2 separate regions of the Mus musculus genome follow, and region 1 is linked to region 2. The links are chromatin contacts, called in public Micro-C maps. All regions are on one chromosome and are shown on one strand. Each heading gives the region's core, a stretch centred on a gene start, on an enhancer-like site or on the middle of the called end of the contact. The rest is flanking DNA. Distances are from core to core; before and after follow the strand shown. Region 1 overlaps Cspp1 (centrosome and spindle pole associated protein 1). Region 2 holds the start of Tcf24 (transcription factor 24).

Region 1 (6,160 bases), core at 2,542-5,041, 120 kb before region 2:
GTGAGAAATCTTGTCTCAGAAACAAGACAGGCAGATCCTGAGGAGCAATACCTGAGTTGACCTCTGCCCTCCATATATACATGAATGTACAATGAAATATCATCTCACACTAAAGGTCAGAAAATAGGAACTGCTGTGTAATATGCAGAGAAATTAGAATCTTTGTGCACTGATAGTGGGAAGGCAAATAGTATATATTCTATAGTATAGAAAGTAATATGGCAGTTCCTCCAAAATCGTGCTAAAACAAGTTCCATGTAACCCCAAAACTGTATTTCTTACTACATATACAAAAGAAATGGGAAAAATACAATGAGTCTAGTAGCAGCATGTTTACAACTAAGATGATAAAGGAGCTCCGGTGTCCGCCAGTGGCTAAATAAAGGTAAGCACACGATGCACTATTATTCAGCCTTGAAAAATCCTAGCATAAGTTACAATGACCATCAGCAGCTAAGGACCCAAATGAGTCAGTCACAGTAAAACCCTGTCTGAGCCTCAGAGAGAACAGGGGCTGGCAGCCCATGTCACAAGAGAAATGGAGCTGTCCATCACTGAACTCACAGGATAGAGTTCTCATTTGTGAGATGACCATGCAATGTTACAGATGCACTAAACACTACACCAAATGCTCTTAAAGCAGGTAGACTACACGAGTTTATACTGTGCATAATATAAGCACGTTTATTTTAACTTTATTTTATTTTAAGACTTACACAGCTGGCGGTGCTACCTGGTGAGTGACAGGGGCAGAGACATGAGGGGCAGGCTGTCCTCCAATCATTCCTGAACCATCTAAAGGGAAACAGAAAAAAAGACATTTATTTCAGAATAGTTACTATTAATAACATCTTATCCCTAAAGAAAATTATACCGCAAGCTTTTCCAAAGCACCAATACATCCTTCCAGGCTAAGAGTCAGCAAAAGAACATAGGAAAGCATAAAACAGTTATAGCAAGTAACTAAGAGACACAATTAGTTTTATTTTGGTTTTAAAACTGGGTCTTGTTTTATGACCCAAGGGGACTACAAAGTTCCTCAGTTGCCCAAGTGGGCCTTGAACTCATGATCCTGCCTCTACCTTTAGCTGCATTTAAAAATGGCTATTGCTACAGTCTGTCCATCAAAATGTATGGAGGAATGTAATTCATAAAATCTTATGCTAACAAACTTAACAGAGTAAAAATTGAAGCCCCATGACTGAGTCGTAAATTGCTAGGGAAGTGGGAAAAAATGATAAAGATATACACCCACATCTGCCTTCCATACATTATTTGGCCATATTAGGTCTCATAAACTATCTTTATCGAGTATCAGAACAAACTAATAAAATTGGACTTGATTCTAAGGATGATTCTATTGTCAATAAATGTATAATACTTTGATTAAATGAAACTCTATCTTTTTCATTTACATACTATTGCTTCCATAAAAACAATTATCCTTACTAAACCACCAGGAAAATGTTTATAGAACATATAGAAAACTCACAGTATACAATATTGGGATCCAGTGTATTTCTGGCACCGTAAAAATAGTACGCATCATCGTAAGGAGTTCGATAGTTAGAAGCTGGAGGGGCAAGGAGCGGAGGCGGGGGTGGATTCAGAGGCACAGGCAGAACCCTATAGCAAAAGAAAACCAAAAACACTGTCCTCATATTTTATTACTTTTAATCAAGATCTTTTGCAAAAAAGGTGTTATTAAAATTAAACATCAACCCTGTACTAATTGTTCAAGAAAAATTAGGAATCAAAAAGCAAATAGTAACAAATTTTACAACTTCAGGAACACTTTGCTAAGATGCAAACAAGTTAAAGTAATTGAGTAATATCCAATAGCCATTATGTACCATATTAAACAAAGGCATGTATGCTCCTCTGCCCTTAGTAATAATACGGAATCAACAGTTACAACAGTGCAGCATCCGTGAGGCAAGTGACAAAGAATGCCAGAGGAATACAGAGCAGGAATACTCAGATATAAGGAGACAGGAGGAAAGCCGGAAGATTCCCAAAACAGGAAGTATCATATGATGAGAGTCACACACAGAGAGGGAGGACCAAGAGCTCCGCCACCTCAGGATTACAAATGGTTCTGTGTGGGCAAGGGAGTGCATAGCATGAGTATGTTTATGCATGTCAATAGCTGCACACACATGGTGTATAGGAACTCGTGTGTGTAGGAGAGGCTGGTCACATGAGTATGTACAAATGCACAAGCTAGCAGTCATCCTTGTATGTAAGTTCTGGGGAGCTGTCCACTTTGTTTGTAAGATGGGGTTGCTCACTGGCCAAGAAATCACTAATTACACTGGCTGGCTAGCAAGCCCCAGGTATCCAGTCTCTGCCTGCCAGCACTGAGAACACAAATTCATCCCACAACACCCAGCATTTTTACTGACTGAGCTATCTCCCCGACCCAAAGGGTATATTTTTTATATGTAAAACCTACTGCTTTTTCACAGAAAGTTAAACCACAATGTGGCTACTTGAGAATCCATATGGCCCTGATATATTTAAGAGTTCATAAATTTAAAATGTATAAAACCTTGTCCTTCCACATTTCCTCACTGAGGAGCAAATGTGCTTCTACCAGCACAGGATTTACTCTTCACTAATAGAAATGGCAAAGGCAAATAACTTTAGATAAACAAAGAAAAAGGGGAGACTCTAGGTTTTTTTACTCAAACATTAACATATTTTGCCTTAAAGAATCTGAGGGCTGAGGTAACACCAAAGTCTCTTCGGTAGGCAGCGGTTCCACACGTTATTGGTCAGTCAGTGAGTCTAACCTCACCATCATCAGTGCAGACGCCAGCAAAAACAACCTGAGTAACTGTTATGAAAACAATCTATTATCAGCAACTCCTAAATTGTATCTATACATAGAAAACTAATGTTTACATCAGCCCTCTAACTATGTCAAGTACTACCATCACCTTTTACAAATGAGAAAACTTTTTTGCATAAAGTCCAGTGAAGCCGACTACTCCAGCCTCTAACCCACAACAGAAAGCACTGTGGCTCTCTAATTCCAGTCTCTCAGCCTTTGGAGTAGGGAAGCCATTGAAGAAAATGAAGGAAGTACCTGAGAAAGGCTGTAAGAAAAGCCCCACAGTTTGTTAGTAACAAATAAAAGACCAAGTCCTGCTGAAAGATATCTCAGAAATGTATTAGAAGATTAAGAAAAACATCTACAAATGTAAAGATATTCCTATAATTAGTATATTAATAATTACAGGCCAGAAAATATTCGTGTTACAGGGTTTCTATTATATATAGATTAGCATAATGTGTTTTCCCTATAGAAATGACATGTTCAATATGAAATCCAGGGTTATAATCCCAACAGCCCAAGAGTAAGCCCAGAGAAAACTGTTAAGCCAGACAGACATGTACCAGATTAGTAAATTTTTTGGAATAAGCTGAAGAAACAATTCAATGATTGCCAAGTGGAAATAACTGAACAATGCATACCTTATACTAACATGTAGTTACTAATTCATTTTAAAAATAGTAAATGATAAAAACATTGAAGATTTCTCCTTTTTCTAACAGCAGAGAAGAAGTATCAATAACAATGAAGAAGAAAAAAACTCCTCAGCGAAGTTGCTCATGGCCCTGAGGCATCTCGGAAGCATCATCTGCAGCAGCACACCCTTGTAAGGTGGAGCACACGCGGCCTACCCTAATTCCCAAAGACAAACATTTAAACAAGCACCTGGGATGCGCCAGTTCACCAAGGGTGCTGCCGAGTCCACTGTGCAAGTCTTCATTGTGAGAAGGGGCGGAATGAACTGGTGGGACGGATGGGCTAGACGGGGCAGAGAAGGGAGGGGGAGGTGTCTGGAAAGCTACTCTGGGCCTCTCAGGTGGCATCTCTTCAAAGTGTCTTGGTGTCAAACTAAACTGCTTTAGTCTATCAGGCTACAATAAAGAAAAAGACAAAAAAAAAAAAAGAACCTGTTTGTTACATAGAATCATAAGTTTAAGGGTGACAAGGACCTCCAAGGACCCCAGCAGGCACTTAAGACAGTCACAGAACAGCAAAATTTTACAGCTAAAAAAGACCTTAAAGATCTGCTTCTTATTTTATAAGCAGGAAACTGAGACTGCCGAGAAGCAGGTAAGTCACCTGCAGGCTCATGATCAGTACATGGATAAAGAACAAGTCCAGGCAGCTGTGAACTCCCGCGCAGGTCTCTCTCTTAGACAGCAGCAGCAGCAGCAGCACATCTCTCCTCAGTTGCTACTTGGGAGACCCACTAGGGAAGGCTTTGCAGGCCTCAGTCTCCCTACAACAATCATGTGAGCACTGAAGGAAGCTGTGCCACAATAAGAACGAATTTACAAAAAAGCCACAACAGGGTAGGCCAGAGCTGCTCACTAATCTTTACTCAAGAATATCATTTTATGGAATTTTTAAATCTTAAATAATCTTTAACTACTCCCTCTAATACAGATTTATTCAATTTGACACTCTTTAGGTGATTCAATTCCAGAATAAATAAGTTCTACTACAGACTATAAAATAATTTATAAATTTATTAATCTACAGTTTTAAATTTTATAATTATCATATAAAGTTATTATAACATATATTTAATTATAGGAATATAATTTACATATTTGTATGATTCTTTTATAAATTTATAAAATAATATGGTTGTATAAACTTGTTAACATAGATCATTATATAATTACTAAAACTATAATTCATAATTTAATAAATTTATTAAATGATATTTAAGTATTCCCTCTAATGCATATTTATTCAACTTGACACTCTTTAGGTGATTCAATTCCAGAATAAATAAGATCTACGATATACTGTAAAATTTAACATGCCAATGTATTATACTAAAAAGCTCAAGTTTCGAAAAGCTAATTTTTTATTGCAATGGCTACTTTAAAGGTATTTAATGAGAAACAAAAAAGAATTACCTTTGGACCCTTTTTTCCCCCTGCAGGCCATACTTTCGGGAAGGGTGTTTCCTCCCTGTTACTGGGAACCAGGGATTAAGTGTAAGGCCTCACCCTGCTAAGCAGCAGCTCCCCACTGAGCTACTGATCCTTTACATTCCCTTGGTTTGCTGTTTACTTTACTTTGTGAGCCTTATTAAGATGCCAGACTCACTGTAAACTTACTCTGTAGCCCACAGAGGCCTCAGCTCCTCAAGCAGCTATAAAAAGAATATGATCCATCCTGGGTCAGGATTGACTTGTAAGGTTAAAATGTGTATGACAGGAATAGTCAGAAACACAAAAAGAAGCACACTGGAGCAGAATAAAACACGAGGGCCAGCAGCCTCTGGTGACTGAACCAGGCTCTGCACATCTCAGGAACACGCACAACTGAGCTACGCCATCACCCCAGCACCAAATTTTAAAGCAAATAACCCAAGGCACACATACTTAAGTCGATCAGTAAGTTATCTATATCTGAATAATAATTAACACAAATTTTAAGGATTTGCTAGATCCTTTAGAAAGACTGAAGATTTTATTAAAACTAGAGGTCTTAACCATCATTAGCAAAAGAAACAAAAACTTTCAGCAAATAAACACTACACATCCAACAGCAACAAAGGGCACTGTGGGAAAGCAAGAAACCGTTACCTCCTCCTTACTTAACTGCAATGATGTGTGGGAGCCACTCCACTTAAGGACGTTGAGAATTGCAAAAGTCAAGTAAAAAGAGTAGGATTATCCTTCAGTTTCACAGTAACAGGATGAAAGACACAAGTTACACATTTTTTAAAAAATTATCCTCATTAAGAAAAAGAAATTGTTAAGACATACTTAGCAGTATTAATATCAAGTTTAAGCTACACTGGTTTAACTTTCACATGGATGTGGCACAAATACACAGAAGACAAAACAAACTAAAAAAATGATACACAAATGAAAGGGGAGTCATCTTAAACTAACAGTGGGTAACATGTAACAACAGTTAACATTTCTATACTTCACAGTAGTTATGATTGACACTTATGAAAATCCAACGGAACTGCCCTTTACAGTATCCCAACATGTGAAGCCTCCCCGGCTACTAACACACTTGAGGCTTCTTTGAATAAAGGATTAAGCACTAAAAGATGCCAAGAACTCTTACCGATTTTTCAGGGTCTTGTACTCCAGAAGTTGTAATTCCAAA
Region 2 (6,194 bases), core at 597-3,096:
GTATTCAACACTGGACAAGTGGCCCAATCCCGGAATCCCATCCTCAGCTTTTGTAAAGGCAAACTGAGAATTAACCTGTAAAGCGCTCAGCACATGAAAAGTGCTGTGTGCTGCCTGCTACTTATGAAATAGTTGATATGAAATAGTGGAGTTTTAGAATTACCTGTAGTTAAAGTGACTGAAATTTATTATTATATCCAAAGTACACTGTAGCTGTCTTCAGACACACCAGGAGAGGAAGTCAGATCTCATTTCAGATGGTTGTGAGCCACCATGTGGTTGCTGGGATTTGAACTCAGGACCTTCAGAAGAGCAGTCAATGCTCTTAACCACTAAGCCATCTCTCCAGCTGAAATTTAACTATCAAAGTCTCTCACAGGAATTTGGACTTAGAATCAGCCTGCATAGAATAGCAAAGATAGGACAAAACAGGAGAGGCTCAGTGGTCTGTTCTGTGAACCTCAGTCTTCTCACACACTGTTGGGCAACACCTGCTCTGCTGCCAGCCGGTGCTGTCCAGGAGAGCAACAGGCTAACTAGAAAGATGTGTCCAGGCGTCTCTGCACAGCCACAGCCCACCTAACCTCCCTCTGTCTGTGTGCCTCTCAAAGCAGGGAAGCCTGGATAGTTATGAACCTTTTCTACCAACAGTGTGTCCTGGGTACTTTATCACCTTTTTCTGCATGTCAATTAAATGCTGGTGTGTTTTTGTTTGTAAATACAGGAATCTGTCCTTGAAGGAATCTGAAAGCTCGCTAACAAAAAACGATATCCATGAACCTCACCTTCTCCAAAATCCAAAAGTAAAGGAAAATTTGTCTGAGAAAAAGGAGTAAATTCAGCCTCGAGTGATTTGATTTCTTCATAGAACTAGGCAACAGCATGTTTTGAGGGTTTGTGGACTTCACTTATCTCGGTGTGTAAGTTGTTTGATTTGTTTCTTTATAGAATCTGAGACTTTGCTTTATGTGCGTGAATTCTGGGATCTATTTACTTTATTAGCTATTAAATAAAATTTGCCAGGAAATAAAATGTGGTTTCGTATTATGTGGTTTCTTATTCAACACAAGTCCTTTTGAATCAAGGAAATCTGAGTGTGCGTTCTAAAGCCTAAAGCCCATTACAGTCTTAGAATCACCGTGATTCACTGACAAGTCCACGTTTCGGTCCATCGTGGTATAAAAAGTCCTGCGTTGCTATCTTACTGTTTGGTATTCCCGACGTGGAAAGTTAGAAATCTGCAGCGAAATGTTCGCGAATCTATAAACTAGCCTTGCCCTCAGTGACATTTCATATCTGATACTCAGAACCTGCAAAGAGGAAACCGCGCTGATTCCTATCCCGGTTCAGAGAATCTGGCTGGGCTGCGGCGAGAACCGCGTCCGCCACGGGCTGCAGCACTGAGTCCCGCCGGCGCCGGGGTCAGCCTGAGCCTGTGGGCGAGCGGGTGCCGAGGCCGGAAGGCGGCCGTGGCGGTGGCGGGTCTCTAGGTCACGGTGTACTGAGGAAAGGCTTCTACTGCAAGAATCTTCACCTTGTAGAATTAAAGGCGGACGGGGACGCACACGCGACGGCTCTGCTCCTGAAGTCCCGCTGTACTAAACCCCCGGGTCCCGTCCCAGCTGGACCACCGTAAACTACTCTCAACCTTCCGGCCAGAGGGGGCGGGGCCAGGCGTCCGCCCCACCCCCGAGCGGTTTGATTGATGAGTCTATCCGCCGAGGGGGCGGCTCCGGGACGCCGCTGCCCCTAACCCAAGGGCTCGGGTGGGAGACCCTCTCGGCCCGACGTGGCTTTGCTGGCTTCGGACGCCCACATAAAAGGCGGCGCAGAGCCTGGACAAGGATGGAGTGACCCACCCGCTCGACGCCCTTGGCCGCCTAGCCCTGCTCAGCCGAACCCCGCACGGCCGCTGCGGTGGGGGGAGGAAAGGTGAGGTGACGCCAAGTCCGAGGTGAGGCCGAGTCCTGCAGCCCCGTTTCCCCGGGCGGGCGGGCGGGCGGGCGGGCGGGCGGGGTGTGTCAGCGGGGACCGGAGCCTGAGCCCTGGGCGCCTTCAGGAGCAGCTCAGCACCTGGGGACTCGAGGGCGAGGGCGAGGCCGCGAGGCCGGGGCTCACGGCCGCCCGCTCCTTTGCAGTGCACGCCGGGGAAATCGGAGCCGGAGTCGCCATGGAGCGCGGCCGTCCCGCTAGCAGCCCACGCAGCGCGGAGTCCGCCGCGCCGCCCGCCGCCGCCCGCGACTGGAGCCCAGGACCGACCGGGACCGGGCCAACAGGCCTCAGCGGGGTCGCGGCGCGCTCCGGGGGTGGCCGTCCAGCCGCCGCGAACGCCGCGCGGGAGCGCAGCCGAGTGCAAACCCTGCGACACGCCTTCCTGGAGCTGCAGCGCACGCTGCCGTCGGTGCCGCCAGACACCAAGCTGTCCAAGCTGGACGTGCTGCTGCTGGCCACCACCTACATCGCCCACCTCACCCGCAGCCTGCAGGACGACACCGACGCGCCCGGAGACCCCGGTCTGGGCGCCTTGCGAGGCGACGGCTATCTGCACCCAGTTAAGGTAGGCGACTCTTCTGGGCTAGGAGCCCTCGAGCCACACTGTCACCGCCTGAGCAGATCCCACGGATCTGGCATTCCTCCCAGCCACCTGGGCGATGGTGACAAGGTCCCCACTGCAAGAGGCTGCTTCTTAACAGTTTGCAATCTAGAGGCTGGAGCGTTTAATTCTACCTGGACTCGCACACAAATTTCTCAAGCTTGGTAAAGATTTTCGGTCTTTCAGGGTGAAAAATAGGTCGGCTGTTGTACCTTCTGACTACCTGGTAACAACTAAGTTACATTCATGCCTTCGAGTGTCAAGTGTCTTTAACTTAAATAGTTGCATTCCTACTGTCTTTTTCTTGAGCTAATCCAAAAGCTTCATGAATTAAACGGAATCATGGAACTAATTCTTGGCCCCTAAAGTAATTATTAAAAAAAAAAAAAACCTGCCAAAATCATTAAAAACAAATGAGAGCATTCAGCATCCCCATAGAGTAAAATTTCAATCACAGTTAAATCTAGTGGAATATACAGCCACCAAGAATGTTAGAAGAAAACCCATGTTTCCATTAACTGTCATATTAGATTGCCTGTATGTTGAGTGAATTGGTCTGTATTCAGATTAGCCAAGAGAAACCATTTTGCATGATTTCTTTACGTATATGTGAAGTGGTCATGAGTGGGACTTGCATTTTCACCGTGGTGCAGTGGTCTCTGCATCATCATCTTCTAGATTTCTTTTGAAACCTTCAATTGATCTTTCTCTTCAGAATGGAGAATCTCTCTGTTGTCTAGATTTAAGTGTTCAGATTTGTGTCACTCTGTTCTGAAGTATTTGAACACAAATTCACACAATTAGAACTTAATCTTAAGTATCTAAGTGTTGAATAGATTATGAGTTAACAAAAATGAGGAGCTACATTTTGTTGAAATGTAATAAAACACATCTAATTTTATTTGTGTTTAAAATTATAGAATGCATTTTAACAAAACTTACTTTGAAAATACTATTAACATGGTGGTAGACTTAAACAGCTTAAATGTTAAGTGTGAAAACCTGAAATATTATTTATAATAATAATAGAACTCATTCCATCCCCGAGTTTTATAGCTGAAAACTCACTCATTATAATTAAGAGTTTTGTATTACAGTGAGCATTAAATTAATGGGATCCAGCTATCTCACTAATAGTTATCTCTGACTTGATGTTTGCCATATATCCCAAGAATGTCTATTTGAACATTAAGATTTCAATATCATAAGTAGAAGCTAAATGTCTCCCTCATAGTTGATAAAATTTAGAAGGAGATCAAGTCTTTCACCTCAGTGTCAAACAAGGCTTTCTTGATTGCAAAATGCTAGAGACATCGGGGTTAGAAAGAAACAGGCAGAGCAAACTAGCACTGCACTTGACTCGCATGGCAAATGTTCTTATCCTTAGAACTGTTTTAAGGAAAATAATCTGATTTTCTGTCTGATTCTAAAAGACAGTGCCCATAATATCTAAATTTCTAAACCTAGAGATAATTATAGAAGGGCAACGATTATCTCATAAAAGATGAAATTGACAATAGTTAACAATGGCTAGTTTAAAATTAAACATTTGATTTAACACTATGTAGAAATCTTTGCTTTAGGACAGGAAATACAACTGGAAGACTCAATCTCTTCCCTAAACAAATACAATATGGAGCTTAAAATAAAAATATAAATTGTAGTAGAGTACCGTAAAGAAGGATATTATATTGATTAAGAAAAACAGTCTAGCCGGGAGGTGGTGGCGCAGGCCTTTAATCCCAGCACTTGGGAGGCAGAGACAGGTGGATTTCTGAGTTTGAGGCCAGCCTGGTCTACAGAGTGAGTTCCAGGACAGCCAGGGCTACACAGAGAAACCCTGTCTCAAAAAAAAAAAAAAAAAAAAAATCTAAATCACCAGCTGTGGAGCTTCAGAAAACAGAAACTTTACATACTTTGTTGAAATTGGCTGCCTACATTTTATGTTTAAATATTAAGTCTAATCCTTAATACAACAATAATAAAAATATTCTGATCATTTTACTTTAATAAAGCCTTATTATAAACTTCCATAGATAGCCCTTATGGTTTTAAAGTTACTATTCCTATAATACAACAGTGTTACTAAGTGCTACACAAATTACTAACAATATTTTAACAAATATTCCAGTTCTGTCCAGTTTGAAATGTCAGGCCTCCTAAGCACTATTATGAGCATATTAGAATGATTGGGGACTTCAGAACATCACAGATGTAGAGCGAGATAGAGTCAGGGGTGAGGCTCGGTGGAGTTTGCACGGCCTTGGCTTCTGCTCACTTAGCTGGAAGATGGATGGAGAAGTGAACTTCTGAGGCTCACCTTGGGAAACTGGCAGTTTCAGTCAGCACTAGGGGCCCAGATCGTACAGAGACTCTCTAACTGCCAAGCCCCATGAGAGTCACTCTCCATACGATGGTAAAGAAGAATTTTAAAACTGTGTTCATCTGGGGGTCAGCTAGTTAGAGTAAGAGAGCATTTTTAAAGCTCTTCAATTCGGGCTCAGTTCTGGTTAATTGCTATATTTTATACGTTTAAACAAAGCAACATCATTTTAAGTATTTCTTAAAAATAGAGAACAAAGCATAACGATGTATACGTGCACATGAAGTTGCCAAAGGTTTATTACTTGATATGCAAACCTAAGAATTTATAATCCATATGATTTAAAAACAAGCTGAAAATCGACCAAATATGTCTTAGTGGAAAGGAAGAGTCAGGGCTGTGCTCCCCCATCGCATCTGGAGACATTAAAGTAGGACTTCTGTTGACTGCCACAAAAAGTGACTTTCCAGGGGATAGCACATTCTCACTTACTAACATTTTTGTTCCTGTTTCTTCAGTTTTCTTTGACATTTAAAAAATTCCCCCGTTTGTGAGAGACGGTGCTGCGCTTCGGTGTGTGTGTGTGCACTGATGTTCAAATGATGCTGCCCCGAACAACTGCAGCCACACTCCAGTCAGAGTGACATTGGCCATGGTCCTATAAACGTTCAAAATCATTTATTCATGCACATTACAGAACATTAAGTACATTATCATTACCTATAGTCACCTGCCGCGAGACAGACCTCAAACTCCAAAGTGCAGGCTGCTTTGTGAAGTTGCCTGCCACTGCTGTTCAGGGCCTGCCTAATCCTCCGTCCTAATGCCACTTTTAGCAGATGTCTATTTTGTATATAACTGAGCACTGCTTCTTCAGAACTAATGTTTTAAAATTAATTTTATTTTAGGATTCGCTTGGAATTAAAATACAGTTATAGACTTTCTCCATTTCAGCGATAGTCAATCGCCTTAAGTTCTTGCGGTTCTTGTCAAACACTCAAGTATGTTATTTTTACAGTTATAATTCAAAGCCTTTGCTTGTATCACTAGTATTGCTAAAAAGTCTTCATATTGTCCTATAGGCTTTGTAATTTTAATCCTTACTAGCTAAATAAATCTCATGAGCATTAATGTATCTTGAAGTTTAGATATTGTATACCTTCACTGTCTGTCGTAGGTACTAACTTTCAGAATCTTACTTAAGTACTCTCTTTTCAGAAGTGGCCCATGCGATCAAGACTGTATATCGGTGCGACTGGTCAGTTTCTGAAACATTCT

Evidence for each region. A called contact is a pair of places that touch in the nucleus more often than the background predicts.
Region 1: a contact with region 2 is called in a Micro-C map of embryonic stem cells, with 2.3 times the contacts expected there. The contact joins the enhancer-like site here to the promoter of Tcf24 in region 2. A contact is called at or near these places in 2 of 39 promoter capture datasets (the C10 cell line and liver), 3 of 484 Hi-C or Micro-C datasets (the Ba/F3 cell line, the G1E-ER4 cell line and embryonic stem cells) and 2 of 9 other capture datasets (adipose tissue and pancreatic islet).

The regions. Positions count from the first base shown.
Region 1 is chr1:10,083,517-10,089,676 of GRCm38.p6, reverse strand. Cspp1 (centrosome and spindle pole associated protein 1) reads right to left here. Exons shown (of 30, transcript NM_026493.3): 11 at 6,119-6,160; 12 at 3,725-3,930; 13 at 1,493-1,626; 14 at 717-795. Among named protein-coding and RNA genes, the nearest start is that of Cspp1, 48 kb to the right of the region's middle. Within about 2 kb of position 3,791, at least 14 of the 459 cell types and tissues checked have an H3K27ac peak or open chromatin away from gene starts, as enhancers often do. A contact at or near this core is called in embryonic stem cells, where this site is marked.
Region 2 is chr1:9,963,462-9,969,655 of GRCm38.p6, reverse strand. Tcf24 (transcription factor 24) reads left to right here and starts at 1,846. Exons shown (of 3, transcript NM_001285425.2): 1 at 1,846-1,932; 2 at 2,139-2,557; 3 at 6,135-6,194. The coding sequence starts at 2,171. Ppp1r42 (protein phosphatase 1, regulatory subunit 42) reads left to right here. Exons shown (of 9, transcript NM_145692.2): 9 at 725-1,034. The coding sequence ends at 836.